Linked DNA regions of Mus musculus: region 2 is linked to region 1. The links are chromatin contacts, called in public promoter capture Hi-C maps. All regions are on one chromosome and are shown on one strand. The core of a region is the stretch at or near the end of the contact, and the rest is flanking DNA. Distances in the headings are between cores, read along the strand shown.

Evidence for each region. Capture Hi-C pulls out chosen DNA fragments and counts their contacts.
Region 2: a promoter capture Hi-C map of liver shows a contact between it and region 1. The contact joins two enhancer-like sites. A contact is called at or near these places in 7 of 39 promoter capture datasets (embryonic stem cells, hippocampal neurons, liver and 3 more), 1 of 484 Hi-C or Micro-C datasets (liver) and 2 of 9 other capture datasets (adipose tissue and liver).

The regions. Positions count from the first base shown.
Region 1 is chr7:132,670,531-132,675,408 of GRCm38.p6, reverse strand. The region is part of intron 6 of Lhpp (phospholysine phosphohistidine inorganic pyrophosphate phosphatase); the gene reads right to left. Among named protein-coding and RNA genes, the nearest start is that of Lhpp, 62 kb to the right of the region's middle. Within about 2 kb of position 2,783, at least 135 of the 459 cell types and tissues checked have an H3K27ac peak or open chromatin away from gene starts, as enhancers often do. A contact at or near this core is called in liver, where this site is marked.
Region 2 is chr7:132,948,067-132,952,944 of GRCm38.p6, reverse strand. Zranb1 (zinc finger, RAN-binding domain containing 1) reads right to left here. Exons shown (of 10, transcript NM_207302.3): 2 at 2,510-3,360. The coding sequence starts at 3,323. Among named protein-coding and RNA genes, the nearest start is that of 1500002F19Rik, 16 kb to the right of the region's middle. Within about 2 kb of position 2,759, at least 3 of the 459 cell types and tissues checked have an H3K27ac peak or open chromatin away from gene starts, as enhancers often do. A contact at or near this core is called in liver, where this site is marked.

The DNA of each region.
Region 1 (4,878 bases), core at 1,534-4,033:
GGTTGCACTGTCTCTCTTACTTAGCAATCCTTACCTTGGGTAAACCCGGGCCTGTGGCTACAGAGCAGTCAAGGAAGGACTAAGTCCCCTGGGATCTTGAAGTCCTCTTTAGGGACAATCAATTCAAATACAATCACAACATCAGAGGATGGGGCAAGAGGCAGGGGTGGACAGAAGCGGAGCTACAAGGGACCACACCTTCCGGGGGCACCAAGGCACAAACCCCAGCTCTGTGTTTCCAGAGTCCCAGAGAAATGCCCTCATCCTCACCCACACTGCTCTTGGCAGGGGCCTGGGACACAAGGACGACAGAGAGCTCTGCCTGGGGCTGGGGGTTCCAGCATCTGGCTGGCACCATCTGAAGGAGAGCTGGATGGATGCAGGCTCTGGATGCCTACTGGGGTACATTTTTCTAGGCCTGTGCCTACAGTAAAGAAATGGAGCAGGACCCTGCTCTCGACCCGTATGGGGAAATACAGTGGAAAGAGTCAGTATGGTTACAGTGAACTCTAAGCAGACCTCTTGATAGCTGCTCACCAGACTCTGCCTCCTTCATACGAGAGAAGAGCTAACTGCCCACCTCAAACACCTGAGTTCTGCAGGCGTTGTCCTATCAACCCTGCACAGAAGACCTGACTAGGCAGGCGTGAATTGTTCCTGTAGATGGGGCCCCTGCTCTGACACACTAGCTGGTTTTCACGGTATAAACGTTTCCATGGTGGATGTTCCAAGCTGTGAATGAACCATGACTCCGAGGACACAGGAAAATGAACAGTACTACCAAGCCGCTCCCAATACCCTCAGGCCTACAACCGTCATCCACACGCTGCTTAGATCACCAAGGACAAACAGAAGCAGGAATGACCTTCCTGCTCTCTAGCTTAATGGCCTCTGGCGGACAGGAAAGTGGCTTGTGTCTCTGGGAGGCAAGGATAACCCCTACTGAGTATAAGTTCCTTCTGGGACCCAGCCATTCTAAGCAGACTGCTGGCAGAGAGAAGGTGCCAAGAACTAGAGACTATTCAATACCATAGTCATCTCGAGGCTCTGTCCCCTTGGGGTAAGAGGAGAAGGTGCGTCTGGGGGCTAGGGCAGACTGGGAATCTCTGTGCTCAGCCACACCTGTCCCTGGGCCTCTCTCGCTGAGATACCAGAGGGTGGCATGGTAACTGCCCATAACAAACACTGCACAGCTGCCAAGGCTGGAGTTCCAGGCCACCCAGGGACAGGATGGGCCTCCGAGCCTGGTAACCGAGGCCCTCCGAGGACAGCAGAGGTCGCCCTCGCCTTTGTTGCCTTGGTTTTCTTGGCTCCTGAAGGCAGAAAGGTTTCTCTCCTTCACTCTTGTAACCAGATCATGTCGGCTGCAGCTGGAAGTCAGCAGCCTTGGTCCTGGCTCTGTCAGCCATCCTCCTTAGCTGCCGCCTGACCTTCAGCAAGGTCACTGTCCTGAGACAATGAATGGGATGCTTCTACCTGGATGTGCCAGCAAGTTCTCGCCCCACCCCTCCCTTCTTGCTTCCTTGTTACTGTTGGGGTTGCCATGTAGCCCACTGCCTCTTCAGCACTGGGATTAGAGGTGCCCATCATCAAACCTGGCAACCAGACCCCAAAGGACACAAGATCTGAGTGATAGCCTGGATATCTAGATACAGACTTTAAAATAGTGCTGGGAACTAAACCATAACCCTAAATAAAACCTGCAGCAGAGCCTGCAACGCCTTTAATCCCAGCACTTGGGAGGCAGAGGCAGGCAGATTTCTGAGTTCAAGGCCAGCCTGGTCTACAGAGTGAGTTCCAGGACAGCCAGGGATACACAGAGAAACCCAAATAAGTAAGTAGGTAAGTAAGTAAATAAATAAATAAATAAATAAATAAATAAATAAATAAATAAATCTTGCAGCAGAGACACACTGGTGGTTGTATTTGGGAGATTACAGCTTGTGCATAGATGCCTATATTCTTTTTACAAACATTTTCTTTCTTTCTTTCTTTCTTTCTTTCTTTCTTTCTTTCTTCCTTCCTTCCTTTCTTTCTTTCTTTCTCTCTTTAAAAAAAGGGGGGTCATGAATTTGAGAGATTGGGAGGTGAGAAGAGCAGGGGTGGAAGAAGGAAAGGGGAGGAAGAAAATGATGTAATTATATTTTAATTTAAAAAATACCTGAAACTTTTTTTTAATTTATTGGATGATACATATGTCATAGAACCCATGCCAAGGGTGTGTGTGGAGGTCAGAGGACAGATTTTAAAAACAAAAATGCTTCTCTCTTTCTACCATGAAGATCCCAGGAATTTATAATTCAGGTTGGCAGGCTTGGCAGCAAGCCCCTCTAGTAAATGAGCCATCTCACTGGCCCAAGGGTCTTCACTCTTTTATAGACTCCCACTGAAGGATGGCAAGGGAAGATGGCTCTCACTTCTGTAGGCAGATGTAGAACAAGTGGGCAGACAGGCAAAACCCTCCAGTGTAGCCAAAAGGTACTGTAAACCTGAAACTCCCCACCCACACGGTTTCTTGGCATGCTACAAGCCAAGAGAAGGAGAGCGAGGGTGGCAGGGAGGAAGTCTCTTCATAGCCTCAGATGGGTCTCACTGATGCTTATGGAGCACAGTACAGGGCACTAGAGACGTGTGGTGCAGGGCACAAGCCACACCACAGGGTGACGGCACTGCTGTGGAACCAGCACTGTCTTCTATGACAGCTGTGGCTTCACTCAAGTGCTCTCTGGTCTGGTGCCTGATGGGAGTGCAGGCTGGAACAGGGCGTGTCAGGGGAAGTCAGGGCAGAGCCCAGCAGCACAACAGTTGCACCAGTCACGAGTTCTCTCACAGCTTGGCAGGTCAGGCCTTCCAGCCCAGAGCAGCTGCCAAATGGCTTCCCAGGCCACATGAGATCGACCAGGTGGCTTCCTTTTTCAATATCCAACCTTTTCCTTAATAAACAATAATGTAACTCTACCAAACTTTGGAATTTAGAAACAGGAAGAAAACTCTCTCCGATTCCACAGCTGGGCATACCTCCCAGCCCAGAATCACTCCATACCCTGCCACCTCCCACTGGGGAAGCAGGGCGTGTGTCCAGCATTCACCCCTAGCAGATACTCCACAAATGCCTGCATGAAGGATGCTGACACCCATGTACAGACAGACAGACAGACAGACAGACAGACAGCTGGCTGACTCCAAGCCCCTACCTCTGCAACTCTGAAACTCCCTCCCCATGTAACATGTGTTCAAGGCCCATTGTTAGCATCTACGTTGGGTCACTGAAGCCATCTCCTTAGTATGCTACATGCAAGGGTTATTTTCTTTCTTGATACACTGTCAGTAAACTTCCCAAGGTATGTGTAGATTCACCCAGAGTTGTAAGAAATCTAAGTTACTCAATTCGCCCTAACAGCAGCATCTCGCTGTCAAAGCCAGCGTGCTGACCTCACTGGGGTGGAAGCACCTCCATGATCACCAGGATTCTTCACAGGGCGTCTTTGTTTATGTAGCTGGTTTTCTTTTCTGAGATTTATTTTTATTTATTTTATGTGTATGAGGACACAGCCGCTGTCTTCAGACAGGCCAGAAGAGGCCATCTGATCCCATTAGAGATGGTTGTGAGTCACCATGTAGTTGCTGGGAATTGAATTCAGGACCAAAGAGCAGTCAGTGCTCTTAACCACTGAGCCATCTCTCCAGCCTCTATGTAGTTGATTTTTTTTTTTTTTGAGTCATGTTTTTTATTTGTTCCTTTCTTGCATTTGACATTCTCTTTGATGACATCTTAGACTGAGAGTCGCTGCCACAGTGCTTTACCACGACACAACTGCAACCAACTGCTTTACAAGATGTCCCCTTTGGCTCCGATTCACAGAGGTCCATCTCTTTAGTTTCTTGTTATCAGCCTTAACTAGGTTGACCTGGTGCTCGGCACAAAGGGTCTCAGTAACGTGTACTCTAAGGTTCATCATGACTGGATGCAGGCATGCAAAGACGGGCTTCATGTTGGCCTAAGGGTCTGGAAGCTTCTCATATTTATGTGCTAGGTTGTCATGGATGAGACTGACACATGGTACCCACTGTGAAATCCAGAGCTGGCACTGCATATCCTAAACAGGTGCCCTTGAGGACAGTGCAGGGGACAACGATTGCTAGTGCTCTAAGAAGCAGCCTTTCAGGTTCATGGGCCACTGCAGAGCTGCTGAGAGCGTCCTCCAGGATCCAATCATAGGCTGCATGAAATAGTTCCAGCCTAGTACCCTTCTCTTAGGCCTCCTCCCTACTGGCCTCACTGCTGACTTGGTGGGTGGCCATTCTATCAATACCGCTTGGGTTATGGCCTGGCTGGAAGGGTGTGGGCCCTAGGGAAGCTAGCCAGGTCCCTGGATTGAAGCCTGGAACCCACAGTGAAGGGACTAGAGGACACGGTGCAGCTGGAGTCAGCGAGCACACATCCTAGCAGGTGCACCCAGATCCCACTTGGCTACCTTCAGCATCAGGTCAGTCTTTCCCAAGGGTCAGAGGGCAACAGAGGCCCAATACTGCCAAAGTCCAGGAGAGCTGGTGAGCATGCCAGAGTCCAGGCTCCACTTCAGATGGCTCCGTCCTGACTGAAAGACGCTGCCCTGTTGAAGGGCTCTCCACTGCTCCCTCATTTTTTCAAGCCCCCGTCTTCTCTCTGAAACCACGGCTAGCTGCCTTTCAGTGGTGAGGCCCAATCAGATGCCTGTGTGCAGAATCGCCGTGGAGAGCAGAGCTAGGATCAGATAGGAGGAAGGGACAGGCCTAGCCATTGAGCTGTCCAGACCCAGGAAGGTGGCCAAGTTTTTATTTATAATTTCTTTTGTTTCCTGAATCAAGGGCCTGCAAGTCCAAGCAGGAAAGTCGAGA
Region 2 (4,878 bases), core at 1,510-4,009, 280 kb before region 1:
GGGGAAAAAAATTTAAAGCATTTCTTATCCTAGGATTGTCTGACTTAAGATACCAAAAACCCTTGATTCCTAAAAGAATTCTATCCCCTTCCAAAAAGGTAAAGAAGTTAGTTTATTTCTTCTGTAAACTTATGTATACTATTTGTATTTTAACCATATGATTAAAATACAGATAGCACACAACCACTGCAAATGTGATTTACATATAGTACACTACCACTGCAAATGTGATTTTAAGTGTTACAAAGACATACAAGTAATTAAGACTCACAGTTACCACAAAAGGTCATATAATTCACTAATACAAATGACATGTTCTGAAGGCCAATATTATGCTAACTCAACTTCTTGGAGCCACATTTTTTGTGATATTTTTAATAAAAAACAGATTAATGGGATGGAGGTGGAGGGAAGGATAATGGGATGGAGGTGGAGGGAAGGAGGTAAAAGTTTCTTTTAGGTGGCAAAAACCTTTTAAGGCTAGGCAAAGACGACTATATATATTATAAATGCATCAAGTAATACTAAATATATAAATCTGACCCCAGTAGGAAAATAGTAGTAAAAAACGCCCCCCCCCAGGGGTGAAATAAGACAACAAAGTCAACAGAATAGGGTCCATGGCTCAAAGGGGGAGAAAATCAGAACAGCTGCCAAGTGCTCTGATGACTGAACTCTAGAAGCTAAGACTAAGCTTCAAACTGCTAGGACATACTTTTTGACATTATAAATTAAAAACAAAAACAACAGCAATAACAAAAACCAACCTCAAATTTAAGAGCTGAAAAGATGGGTTAAGAGCACCGGCTGCTCTCCAGAGGATCACAGTTCAATTCCCAGCACTCACAATGCAGTTCCCAATCCCTCCTTAACTCCAATTCCAGGGAGTTCATTGCCCCTCTGGCCTGTGCAAGGGACTGTACATGTGATGAACAGACATATATGCAGGCAAAACAATCAAACACATGAATTTTTTTTAAAAATGTCTAAAATTTCAGCTTTCTTTTATTTTTAAGATTTATTTTTATTATTTTAAATTATATGTAGGTGTGTATGTACATGTGGCTAGGTACATCTGGGTACCGGTGCCCATGAAAGTCAGAAGATCCCCTAAAGTTGGAGTTATGGATGGTTGTAACCCATCTGATATAGGTGCTGAGAGCCAAACTCAGGTCCCCTGGAAGAGCAAAAAGTGCTCTGGTGCTGAGCCATGTCTCTAGCCTAGAGAAACTCCAGGTTTCTTGAGCACTACTATATCTATATCTTCCATACTCATGGGGCTACATCCAAAAGGGTAAATCAATGGGGAGTGGAAGGTAGCTATGGTTCCACATCAAGTTTAACCTTATAAACCACTCAAGTATTTCTAAACAAAAGTGAACACCAAAGTAAGCAGCCCATAGAAATAGTTTAAATAAAATCCAAACACCTGCTGAGCACTGGGGGCGCACGCCTTTAATCCCAGCTCTTGGGAGGTAAAGGCAGGGATTTCTCAGTTCGAGGCCAGCCTGGTCTACAGAGTGAGTTTCAGGACAGCCAGGGCTACACAGAGAAACCCTGTCTCAGAAATAAATAAATAAATAAATAAATAAATAAATAAATAAATAAATCAAACACCTAATCTACTAATGGGAGGGGAGACTTAAAATCAAATGAACACCTTCAGATGGGAGGATTCTGTGAGTTCAAGGCCAGTCTAGTCTATATAATGAGTTCCAGGACAACCAAGGTGAAAGCCCCTGTCTCAAATAAAACAAAACAGAATTAACAGCTTTTATGATTTATAGCACAAATTATTAACTCATTAAGCTAGTAGATGGAGAAAAACTTCCTCTTACATGTCTCTGTCCTTTAACATTTCTACACAAACAGCCAGGCCCAACATTATGTTTATGAAAGAACTAAAAACACAATACCCATAAGTCATAATCTGAACTATGGATTCGAATTAGCTGTCTGTGAAATCAGTTCTACCAAGTGTATAAATATTTACGACATGACATTCATATTAAGTTAACATCAGCATTTTCAAGGTCAATAAATATTATGTTCGTTCAACTTCTTGGAGTCACACATTTTTATGATATTTTTAACTTCTGACTAAAGCCTCTATCATCACAAGATGCTCACACTGTTTACAAACATTCAGAAACAGCAGCTGGTGTTGCTCTGTCACATCTTGTTACAATAAATAAGAGAAACAATTTCAAACTCCAAGTATATACTTTCTCACAGATGTGTTAACAGTCTCTTTAACTTAAAAAGCATGTTCACAAGTAAATGTGGACACTTTGGTACAAGGCAGACAAGGTCACAGATACAGAACTTTATGCATGCATACATGAACTATCACACCAAATAAGTCAAATGCGAAGTAATACTGATCTTCCTCTTATTTTCAAGCCATTTCAATGCCTTTTCCCATCTTATTCAAAATAAGGCCAAAAAAGCCCAAACGTATGAACAAAAAACCCAAAACACACAAATAAACAAAAACCCAGAAACTTACCCACACAGGCATTGAGGAATAGCCAATCAGTCTTTTTCATCCTATTTTTAATCTGCTTTAGTTTTTTAAAGTCCACTTCAAGTTCCTCCTTGGTACCAACAGCACCAGCCAATTCGATCCTCTGAAAATCCATCTTCACTTCCGAGTCCCGTTTTGTAGTTGGAGGTGATCTTCTTTGGCTATTACCACTACTGCAGCCTCCCCTCCATCGAGCTCTGTCTTGCTCATTAATTATTGAAGAAGCCTCTTCAGTCTCTGCCAACTCTATTGCTTCAATGTTATTAGGTCTGGGATGGTCACAAACAACACATTTTTTAGCCTTAGCCCAGTTTTCATATGTGCAAACAGAACAAGTCCAATGCTGGGTCCTTGTATTCAATTTATTTCTATCATTGTATTCTTCACAAGGATCAACAGAAAAAGCAACTGGTCTTGAACCAGATCCTGAGGATTGAGGAGATTCTGTGGGACTCCTGGTCCTACGCTGGGATAAGCACTGGGTACATCTGATTGCTCTTGGCCAGTTCAAATATGTACACATGTGGCATGACCATTTATTTGCATTTTCCATGCTGTATGAAGACTTAACCCTTGGTCTTGCACTAGAGTCTGGACATATCAAAGGACTACTTCCACCTTCAGTACTGGAAGGATCCCAATCTCTACCAACATCACTTGAACCACTTTTAAATGGATCTTCTGTAATAATTGTTCCACTGGGTCTCTGGGCACGACACATAGTACACTTGATTGCAGACGGCCAGTTTTCATACGTACAATATTCACAGGCCCACTTAATCCCATGTTCTGACATTGTGTACTTCTTGAAGTGAGTTATGTCAGGCAGGAAGCTATAAATAATTAGGACATTGTTATTAAAATAATAGCTACATAATTCCATCTCTGAAAATATGCCCCCGAAATAAAAAATACCCTTCAACTTAGAAAATATATATTTCTTAAAAGACACATGTAAATTTCTTATTGGATTATTCTACTTTTGTTTGGAGATTTCCAAAAATAGTAAAGATAAATTTCCAAAAAGAGCTCTTAGACTTCAGGGTTTAATAAAAGTTTACTTTGGACTGCTGAAGTGATAAAAGGAGATGAATGCAGAGTCTTTCTACAGGGAAAGAAGATAAAAATAGGTGAGTCACTAATAGAAATTACTTAATTTCAGCTCAGCTGTCACCATTAGTTTAGGAAAAGTTAAAAAGACTTGCAGGCAAGAGAAAAAACACAAACCAAATAGAACCTTAAATAACCACTCACAAATTGCAAACAATGTAGACTGTGCTATTTGTAGTATGTCTAATCCGTGATTTCAGAAGCTCAAAGTCTTTCCTAATTATCCTTGCTAAGGGAGGAAAATAGCTTGAAAGTGCTAGTTATTCACTGCTTTGAATTAGCACAGACAGAAAATATGCTGATGAGCTCTAATCACAATTAACAAAATAACTTTATAAACTAGAAATGATTCTGATATTCTGTATTCTCAAAATATAATTATATTTGGAACATTAAAAGTTCTACGTTACTTATACTCTCAAGAAATTCAAATGGACAGATTTCTCTAAGAAAACTATTAGCATAAGCATGCCAATCTATTTCTAAATGTTCATATTTGATATCTGAAAAATTAACATACACTAAAATGTTTACTTTATATTAAAAATATACTTGCTATCTAAGAAGTCCTAGAAGTGGGAGGGCTGGAACATGCCTGTAATCCTAGCACCCAGGAGGCTGAAGCAGGAGGATCTTGAGATTGAAGCTAGCTTGGGCTACGTATTGAGAAACAAATAAGTCAGTCAACATTCCCAGGACTCTAACCGTGGATTTACTAACACTACACAATAATGAAGACTTTACTATTTAATGACAACTAATTCATAAGTGAAGCAGTTTATATGGCAAACTTAATGATATTTTAATGACTTAAATTAGAACACTAAACAACCTCTCAATTTTTCAATCTGTTCTAAACTTAGTACTTCCCTATGACCTATTTTAACAAGGAAAAGAGAAAAGGTTCCTAGGCAGAGTGATAGGTATTTCTCCTTCCTAAACCTGGAAAGCCAAATCACTTTATAAGTGTATTTATTCTGTTCCTGTCTATTAAATCTACACCCCACATACACAGTGACGTTTGCTAAGAGGACAACTTCACCATAGAAAGGATACTGTTGGATAGCTAAAATTTAAAAAAAAAAAAATTCACACTTACTAAGATTTTAGTTTCCATGCTATAACCTCCACCTTGCACATGGTTACAATAAAGGTAAATCAGACCAAAGACAAGATTCAATCTTCATGCTGGCTCAGACTCTGACTTCCTCGGAAGATACTGCAAAACGTGTAAGTGGTTC